2 separate regions of the Sus scrofa genome follow, and region 1 is linked to region 2. Evidence: chromatin contacts called from public Hi-C data. All regions are on one chromosome and are shown on one strand. The core of a region is the stretch at or near the end of the contact, and the rest is flanking DNA. Distances in the headings are between cores, read along the strand shown.

Region 1 (3,966 bases), core at 865-3,364, 770 kb after region 2:
GTCCCAGAAAACCTGAGGCTGCTCTTGGTTGTGGCGATGGCAAGAGAACATGGGTGAGCAAATGCCAGGTCTCAGGCAGGCTGGCAAGCACCAGGGAGATAACCTGGGGCTGGCAGGAGCAGCGGAGCATAGGGCAGGGCTGAGCCAAGCCAAAAGCACAGACAAAAGGGTTTATCCCTGCAGCTACCATCTAGGATGCCAACTCCCCAGCATCCTAGGAGGCGTTACCTTGGGGAGGTGACATCCCGCCTGCCGACCATGGCTCTGCCCAGCCAGGATCTTAAAGGTCTGCTGCCCACCCTGCACCAGGCTCAGCCACACTCTGCTCTTCAGAGCTCTCAGATCCCTTTGTTGGCAGAGTTAAGGGTGGCTGGATGGTGACAGCCCTGATCAAAGCAAAGCCTTCCTGAGCCCCTGTGGCTCAGTGGGTTAAGGATACGGCATTGTCACAGCTGTGGTGCAGGTGCAGGTCACAGCTGCAGTGCAGGTTTGACCCCTGGCCCGGGAACGTCCATATGCCTTGGATGCAACTGAAAAAAAAAAAAAAAGCAAAACCTTCCTGGGGTCCCCTGGAGCTGTCATGTGCCAACCACCTTCAGGTAACTATCACCCCACCCCACCCCAAGTTCTTTGGCTTGTTCAAGTTCCCACCAAGTATTGTACAATCATCCTTAAAAGATAATAGCATAATGTCCAATCCCTTATCCAACAATTCCAAACTCCAGAAAACTCTGAGGACCAGAGTTCTTTTTTTTTTTTCCTATTTTTTTTAGGGGTGCACCCACGGCATACGGAAGTTCCTAGGCTAGGGATCCAATCAGAGCTGTGGCCACTGGCCTACGTCACAGCAACGCCAGATCTGAGACAGGTCTGTGACCTACACCAGAGCTCAAGGCAACGCCAGATCTTTAACCCACTCAGCAAGGTCAGGGATTGAACCTGCATCCTCATGGATGCTAGTCAGACTCCTTTCTGCTATGCCACAATGGGAACTCCTCTTTCTTTTTTTTTTTAAATGGGCACACCCACAGCATATGGAAGTTCCCAGGCCAGGGACTGAATCTGAGCTGCATCTGTGACCTACACCACAGGTGCAACAACACCAAATCCTTAACCCACTGAGCGAGGCCAGGGATCCAACCCACATCCTCATGGAGACTATGTCAGGTTCTTAACCCTCTGAGCCACAGTGGGAACTCAGAGGTCTTTGTAATTAATTCACTTACCTGCAAAACCTGACATGAGGCTGCTTCTAGGTTTCATATACCCCACCTAGGGGGGAATGGGTGTACGTCTCCCTGCAGAAATAATAAAGGGTCTGATTCCATGGTTTCAGGTGCCACATCAAACCCCGCTGTGCTTTTACTTGTACATTATACATAGTACGTTCCCTTTCTAAAATCTAAAAGATTCTGAATCCCAAGAGCCATCTGGACCTCTCGGTTGGGTTCAGGGGTTGTGAACTTGTGATATCAATCCAGGTTTAAGGGGTTTTGTTTTAGTTTTTGTTTTTGTCTTCTTTTCACAGCACACAAGTGGCATATGGAAGTTTCCAGGCTAGGGGTCAAATCTGAGCCGCAGCTGCCAGCCTACACCACAACCATGGCAACATTGGATCTGAGCGGCATCTGTGCAGCGTGCTGCAACACCGGATCCTTAACCCAGCGAGCAAGGCCAGGGATTGAACACATCCTGTGCACATACAGGAGTTCCCATCATGGCTCAGCGTAATGAACCCAACTAGAATCCATGACGACATGGGTTCAATCCCTGGCCGTGTTCAATGGGTTAAGGATCCTGAATTGCTGTGAGCTGCAGTGTAGGTCACAGATTCGGCTCAGATCTGGCGCTGCTGTGGCTGTGGTGTAGGCGGGCAGCTGTAGCTCTGTTTCCACCTCTAGCCTGAGAACCTCCAGATGCCAAGGGCGTGGCCCTAAAAAGACAAAAAACAAAATAAAAATAGAACGTGCACATACAAATAAAAGTGAAATTGTACCAAGCAGATCAAAGTAAGATCTCAAAGGAGAGGCACGTTTGACCTGGAGAAAGAGAAGCTGGGGAGGGAAGAAGGGCGCCCTGGGCAGTGTCAGGAGACCTGGGTTGCATCAGGCTGACTCACCTGGCCACGCTAATACACCTCTTTCCCCTCCGGGCCATTTTCCTCCCTGACAAAACCTTCCATCTCCTCTGAGTTCCCGTCTATTCTCTATGACGTCAAATAGCTGAAGGCCTGTCATTCAGGAGACGAGACACCAGACTGGTCTTTGTACCTCCCCGAGGAGCCAAGCCTGGGTAGCCCAGGAGGCGGGCCTCCGTTCCCACGAAGGGCTGTGTGAGGTGCTCTCCCACAGTCCGGCCAGCTGCCCGCCTCATCCTCCCCGCAGTGAGGCAGCCTGGGGTTTGGGCATTGGACAGGGGGCCAGAGAAGGGGCTCATGGCCTGAAAAAAGGTGGGTGGCCTCCCCAGGGACAAGGAGAGGGATGAACAAAATCCCAAGGGTCTGTGGGAATTCCCACTGTGGCTCAGTGGGTTATGAACCGGACTAGTATCCATGAGGAAGCGAGTTCGCTCCCTACCTAGCCTCGCTCAGTGGGTGAAAGATCCGGCGTTGCCATGAGCTGTGGGGTAGGCTGCAGATGCAGTTCCAATTTCACCCCGAGCCTAGGAACATCCATAGGCCGCAGGTGCGGCCCTAAAAGGCAAACAGTACAAAACAAAACAAAAAACCTCAAGGATCTGGGATCCGGGCACGCCTGCTAGGTGTTGTCTCCCTCCCCATAATAGCAGCTGCAAAGGGCCCGGGCCCAGCTTCCCAGAAACACCTCCCCGGACAGAGCCCAGCCGATGCCCCACAAGAACCATCCTCATCACCTCCATTCCCTGTCTCGGGACAGACCTTCTCCAGCCCCAGGATCTATATTCCAGGGAACAGTTCTGAGGATTGATTTCTGAGGACCAGTAAGGCCTGGCCTGGGGGTCACAAGAGAGAAAGGAGACACTCACTCTGGGGAGCCTGAGGGGGTAGACTGAGCCTTTGGGATGCACCCCCCACCCCTGGACCCAGTGAGCTTGCTCCAAACCATCCCCTTGCTCTTGAACTTCTGCCCTCTGCTTCTTTCTCCTTTTTCTTTTTCTCTCTTTTTTTCCTTTTTCTTTTTTTTTCTTTTTAGGGCTGCACCAGCAGCATATGGCAGTTTCCAGACTAGGGGTCAAATCGGAGCTGTAGCTGCCAGTCTATGCAACAGCCACAGCAACGCCAGATCCGAGCTGCATCTATGAAGGACACCACAGCTCATGGCAACACTAGATCCTTAACCCACTGAGCAAGGCCGGGGATGGAACTGGAATCCTCATGGATATTATTCAGGTTCTTAACCCACTGAGCCACAATGGGAACTCCTGCCCTCCCCTTCCCCACTCCCACCTCCCCTTTGGGCTGAGGCCAGAGCGTGCAAAAGCCAGTGGTACCAATGAACTGAACCCTTTCCTGTTTGGTGCCAGGCCCTCTGGTCCGGAGCAGGTGACCCTGTCCTGTGCCCGCAGGAGGCAGGGAAGGCTTTGCCATCCACGCTCCACTGTGGACAGAACCACTGGCCAGATGTGGCCCCAAATCCGGAGAAGCCTTGGATTGGGAAATGGGGGAGCCAGGTCTCTCCCTGCTCCCTCAGTCCTCACTCCAGGCGCTTCGGGGCCTGCTGAGACAGTGGCCACAGCAGAGGGTGAGGGGCGTGGGAAATGCAGAGACCATGGGCCCCCCACCTCTCACCCTGATCAAGGGTCCACACTGTGCTTCTGGAATTGTCTTTCAATCCACATCTGCAGTCACCTATCCCCATTCCCTCCACCAACAAACACCTTCCATGGTCCCATTGTTGAGAGCATAAAATCCGGCCTCCACCTGCTGGTTCCTGCCTTCATCTCTGCCATCACCCTGTATTTGTCTCCCAGATTAGCCCTCCCGGCTCC
Region 2 (3,653 bases), core at 618-3,117:
CGGCGGGGCTCAGATGTGGTGGCGCCGCCCGCGTCCCGTCCCGTCCGGTCCGGGCGGCCCCCGAGCGGCCTCCCTGCCCAGGCACGCCGACCCGCGGGCGGGCGGACACCAGGTGTCGGCGCTGCGGGAACAGAGGCTTCCGAGCCCCGCCCGGGGACCTGGCGCCACATCTGGCCCTGCCCCGGTCCGGGCGCCGTGGGGTTGGGCGCAGAAGGGCTGCGGGGGTGGGGGGGGAACAGAAGCCCCGAATTCCTGGGTTTGGGGCCCAGAGGACCCTCCACCGGCAGCCGCATGACACACCTGCTCTGATGGTGGTGGTTGGAGCCCCAGGCCCCTAGCCCCCTCTCCAGGGACCTCCTCTCTGTCCTGCTGCAGGCAGCCGGAGCTGTGCTGGAGTCCCGGCTCTGGGCCTCGGTTTCCTCATCTGTAAGGCCGATGACCCTACCCCGCAGTCTATTGTGAGCACTGACCCAGAGAGAGGCTCGTAGACGGTGGCCCAGGACAATGCCAAAGGACGTCCCGGCTCACCTCCCCCAGAAGACTGGCAGCTCCTCCAGGCAGGACTCCTCAGGAAAGGGTCTCATGGTCCCCCCGCCCCATCCCATCAAAGGGGGCAGGGAGGGACAAATCCCACTGCCATTTGGCAGATGAGTAGACTGAGGCTCAATTCCCCCAGGGAGTTACTGGCAGAAGCAGGACCCGAACCAGAGTCCTTAATTCCCAGTCCAGGGCTCTTTTTCCATTTTCTTACCTCCACAGTTTTGGGAGTAGGTTTGCAACGGCAGAGCCGTAGTGGTGGAGAGGGTGTGGTCTCAGGATATATTCAGGGTCCCCTTTTCCAAAGCCAGGCCTGTCTGTGGTCACATTAGTGACTCTCTCATTCTGGCCATGCTCTGAGCCCTGGAGTTCCAGAAGGGACTCTGGGCAGTGCCCCTGTCTCCGCATTGTTACTCCTGTCGGCTGTAAGGCTAGGTCCTGGCTAGAGGTCTCCTTGCAGCCTGCTTGCCTTCCAACAGAATATCAGCTGACTTGGGGCTGTGGTTCCCTGTTTTCTCTTTCTGCCCCTCCAATTAGTCCAGGACACTGAGCAGAGGTCCGAGTGGGAGGTTTGCTAGAGCTCCGGGCAACTCCAGAGAGAGTGGTGGGGGTCCTGGAGGCCCAGCTCCACTGGGGCTTAGAGCAAGGCTCCATGTCTCTCTGGGCCTCAGTCTTTCCCTCCGTAAAATGAGGTAGTTGGCCTCACTCGTGGGGCTGGATGTCACCCCAGGTGCCTGTGTTACCCTCTGTACCTCCCCGCCCTGAGGTGTGAGGTGGCCCTGACCTATTTTGGAGGGACCTGGAAGGCAAAGGGCCTGGGTGGGCTGCAACACCTAGCTTTGGGCCAGTTTAGTTTCCAGAAGACAAAAGAAAGGGGCTCTCGCTGCCTGCAGTATGGCAGTATGTGTGTCACTGTCACTGTGGAGGTATGGCAGGTTCTTGCCAGGGGCTCCCTGCCCACCTGGGGAGAGGACCGGCAAGGCAGGAGTCCCAGTCAGCCCTTTGGGACCCGAGAGGTTGGAGGCTTGGTGACAGAAAGGCACGCTTTGAAGGGATGACCTGCCGTGTGGCCGTCCCCGATCCTGGGAAGGTCTTCAGAGGCAGCCTCTGAGCCCAGCTTGTTCTCTGCTCTGGACCCAGCACTAGGAGTTCCTCTCCCTACGAGCCCGGGGCCCTGGGGTGGCCCTGGGGGTGGCCTGGCAGGACAGGGCTTTGTGGGGGGACTTAGAGGGGAGAGGAACTCATGGGGACAGTGGGCGGCTTGCTTTTTCCAGGAGGCCGTGGGGGGTGCGTGGGGGCGCGCCCCCCCTCCTTCCTGGAAGTATAGGCTCAGAAGCCTTGGGCTTGTGGGGAGCTCGAGTTGGGGAGGGGGTGTCAGGCAGGCTGGAGAGCGCCAGGGAAGGCTCCCTGTGTCTCAGAGAGGCCCCTGCAGCACCCCAACTCACTGCAGACAGGGCAAAGCCTACGGTGGCTTGGAGCGTGAGAGGCTCCCTAAGTCCTCCATTTTGTACCCCACATGTCTGTGGCCAGGAGGAGGAGGGAAGGCGGCAGGCATGCAGGCATCCTGGCCAGGCCCTGTCCCAACAGGCTGGGGGGGGAGGGCCAGGCTCCCGTGTGGGCCCACGTGCTCCTCAGCCTGGCTCGTAGCTAAGCAGCCCGCACAAACAGCAGGAACACACAGCAGCCCTGGTGCGTGGGCACGTGTGTGCCCGTGTGGGGGGCCTCCTTGCCCCAAACTCCAGCCAGGAACCCTTCTGATTATTTTCTAGTCACAGTCGTATGCAGGCCCAAGGATGGGGTCTGCCTGCTGCCACTGCTGAGCGCTTACTGTGTGCCAGCCTGATCCATTCATTAGTTCCTTTAATCCTTACAACCGGACAGGCACCCATTTTATAGACAGAGAAACTGAGGCTCTGAAAAGCTGCACATACACAAGACCAAGAGCGAGACAAGAGCAAGAGAGTGGTAAGACCAAGGTCTGAACCAGGGTCTAGTTCAAACTGACTCCAGAGTCTTACCCCAGGCATGTGTAGACGTGTGCACATGAGTATCGACCGAGGGGCTGTGTGTGTGTGCATGTGTGTAGTTGCAGGCTTTGATGGCTGCCCTGTATTGGCCTGTGTCTGGCTAAGGACGCCAGCTTGTGGGTGTGGATACGTGTGCAAGCATGGAGGCACGCATGCATGCAGTGCTCGCGTATGAGATCTGACTCCTGTCTGTACACACAGGCATATTTGTGCATGTGTGTTGGCATATGCACACACTCAAGAGCACGTGTGTGCAGAGCACACCTGTATTCGTGTGTGCACACGTGCACGTGCTGTGTGCATGCATTCACGTTTGCACACAGCCGTGAGCTTGTGCCTATGAGGTCCTCTCCAAAGGCTGACCTCGTCCTCCTGCTCACCCGCCTTGTGTCCACTTCTCACGCTCCTGACTCACTGCCAATGAGTCATGTGAGATGGGATGCAAGATGGCCTTGTTGATGTCACGGGCACTTCTGAGGATGTGGAAGGAAAGCCAGGGTTTTTTTGGCCTTTTTTGCCTCCATGGCATATGGAGGTTCCCAGGCCAGGGGTTGAATTGGAGCCGAAGCGCAGCAACGCGGTATCGTTAACCCACCGAGGAAGGCCAGGGATCGAACCTGCGTCCTCATGGATGCTAGTCATTTATTTCTGCTGAGCCACGATGGGAACCCCAGGAAAGCCATTTTGGGGAGGGATAGGATTGGCAGGGATGTGGGTTCGACAAGAGGAAGACACACGGGCGTCGGTGAGGTCTGTGCCCGGTCCCCATACGGTGTGTGCCAGGCTATTCCGCCTCAATCCAAGAGGGACTCCCCTGTGGTTCCTGGCTGTGGGAAAGAAGGGCTGAGGCCAAATCCCAGCCCCTCGGAACTGCCTATTGCACCGCCCCCTCGCGCTGAAGCCCTCGGGCTCCGGGGCCGTGGATGTGCAGGCGGAGCAGCGGTCGGCAGGGGGCGCTCGGGGCCCGCGGATGAAGATGCGCCAGGGGCTGGCGAGGACGGGAACCGGGCAGGCGGGGCTGAAAGACAGGTACAGACCCGCCTGCAGGAGGGGTGGAGGCGGGAGCGGGAGTAGATTACACCTGGAGGG

Evidence for each region. Hi-C and Micro-C count contacts between places; a contact is called where the count stands out from the background.
Region 1: a Hi-C map of omental adipose tissue shows a contact between it and region 2, with 2.7 times the contacts expected there. The contact joins two enhancer-like sites. A contact is called at or near these places in 9 of 47 Hi-C or Micro-C datasets (embryonic fibroblasts, epiblast stem cells, fetal skeletal muscle and 5 more).

What each region holds. Positions count from the first base shown.
Region 1 is chr5:18,237,152-18,241,117 of Sscrofa11.1, forward strand. No RefSeq gene overlaps it. Among named protein-coding and RNA genes, the nearest start is that of KRT18, 21 kb to the left of the region's middle. Within about 2 kb of position 2,115, at least 2 of the 83 cell types and tissues checked have an H3K27ac peak or open chromatin away from gene starts, as enhancers often do. A contact at or near this core is called in omental adipose tissue, where this site is marked.
Region 2 is chr5:17,470,439-17,474,091 of Sscrofa11.1, forward strand. The region is part of intron 1 of LOC110260840 (a long non-coding RNA gene); the gene reads left to right. Among named protein-coding and RNA genes, the nearest start is that of KRT80, 34 kb to the right of the region's middle. Within about 2 kb of position 1,868, at least 9 of the 83 cell types and tissues checked have an H3K27ac peak or open chromatin away from gene starts, as enhancers often do. A contact at or near this core is called in omental adipose tissue, where this site is marked.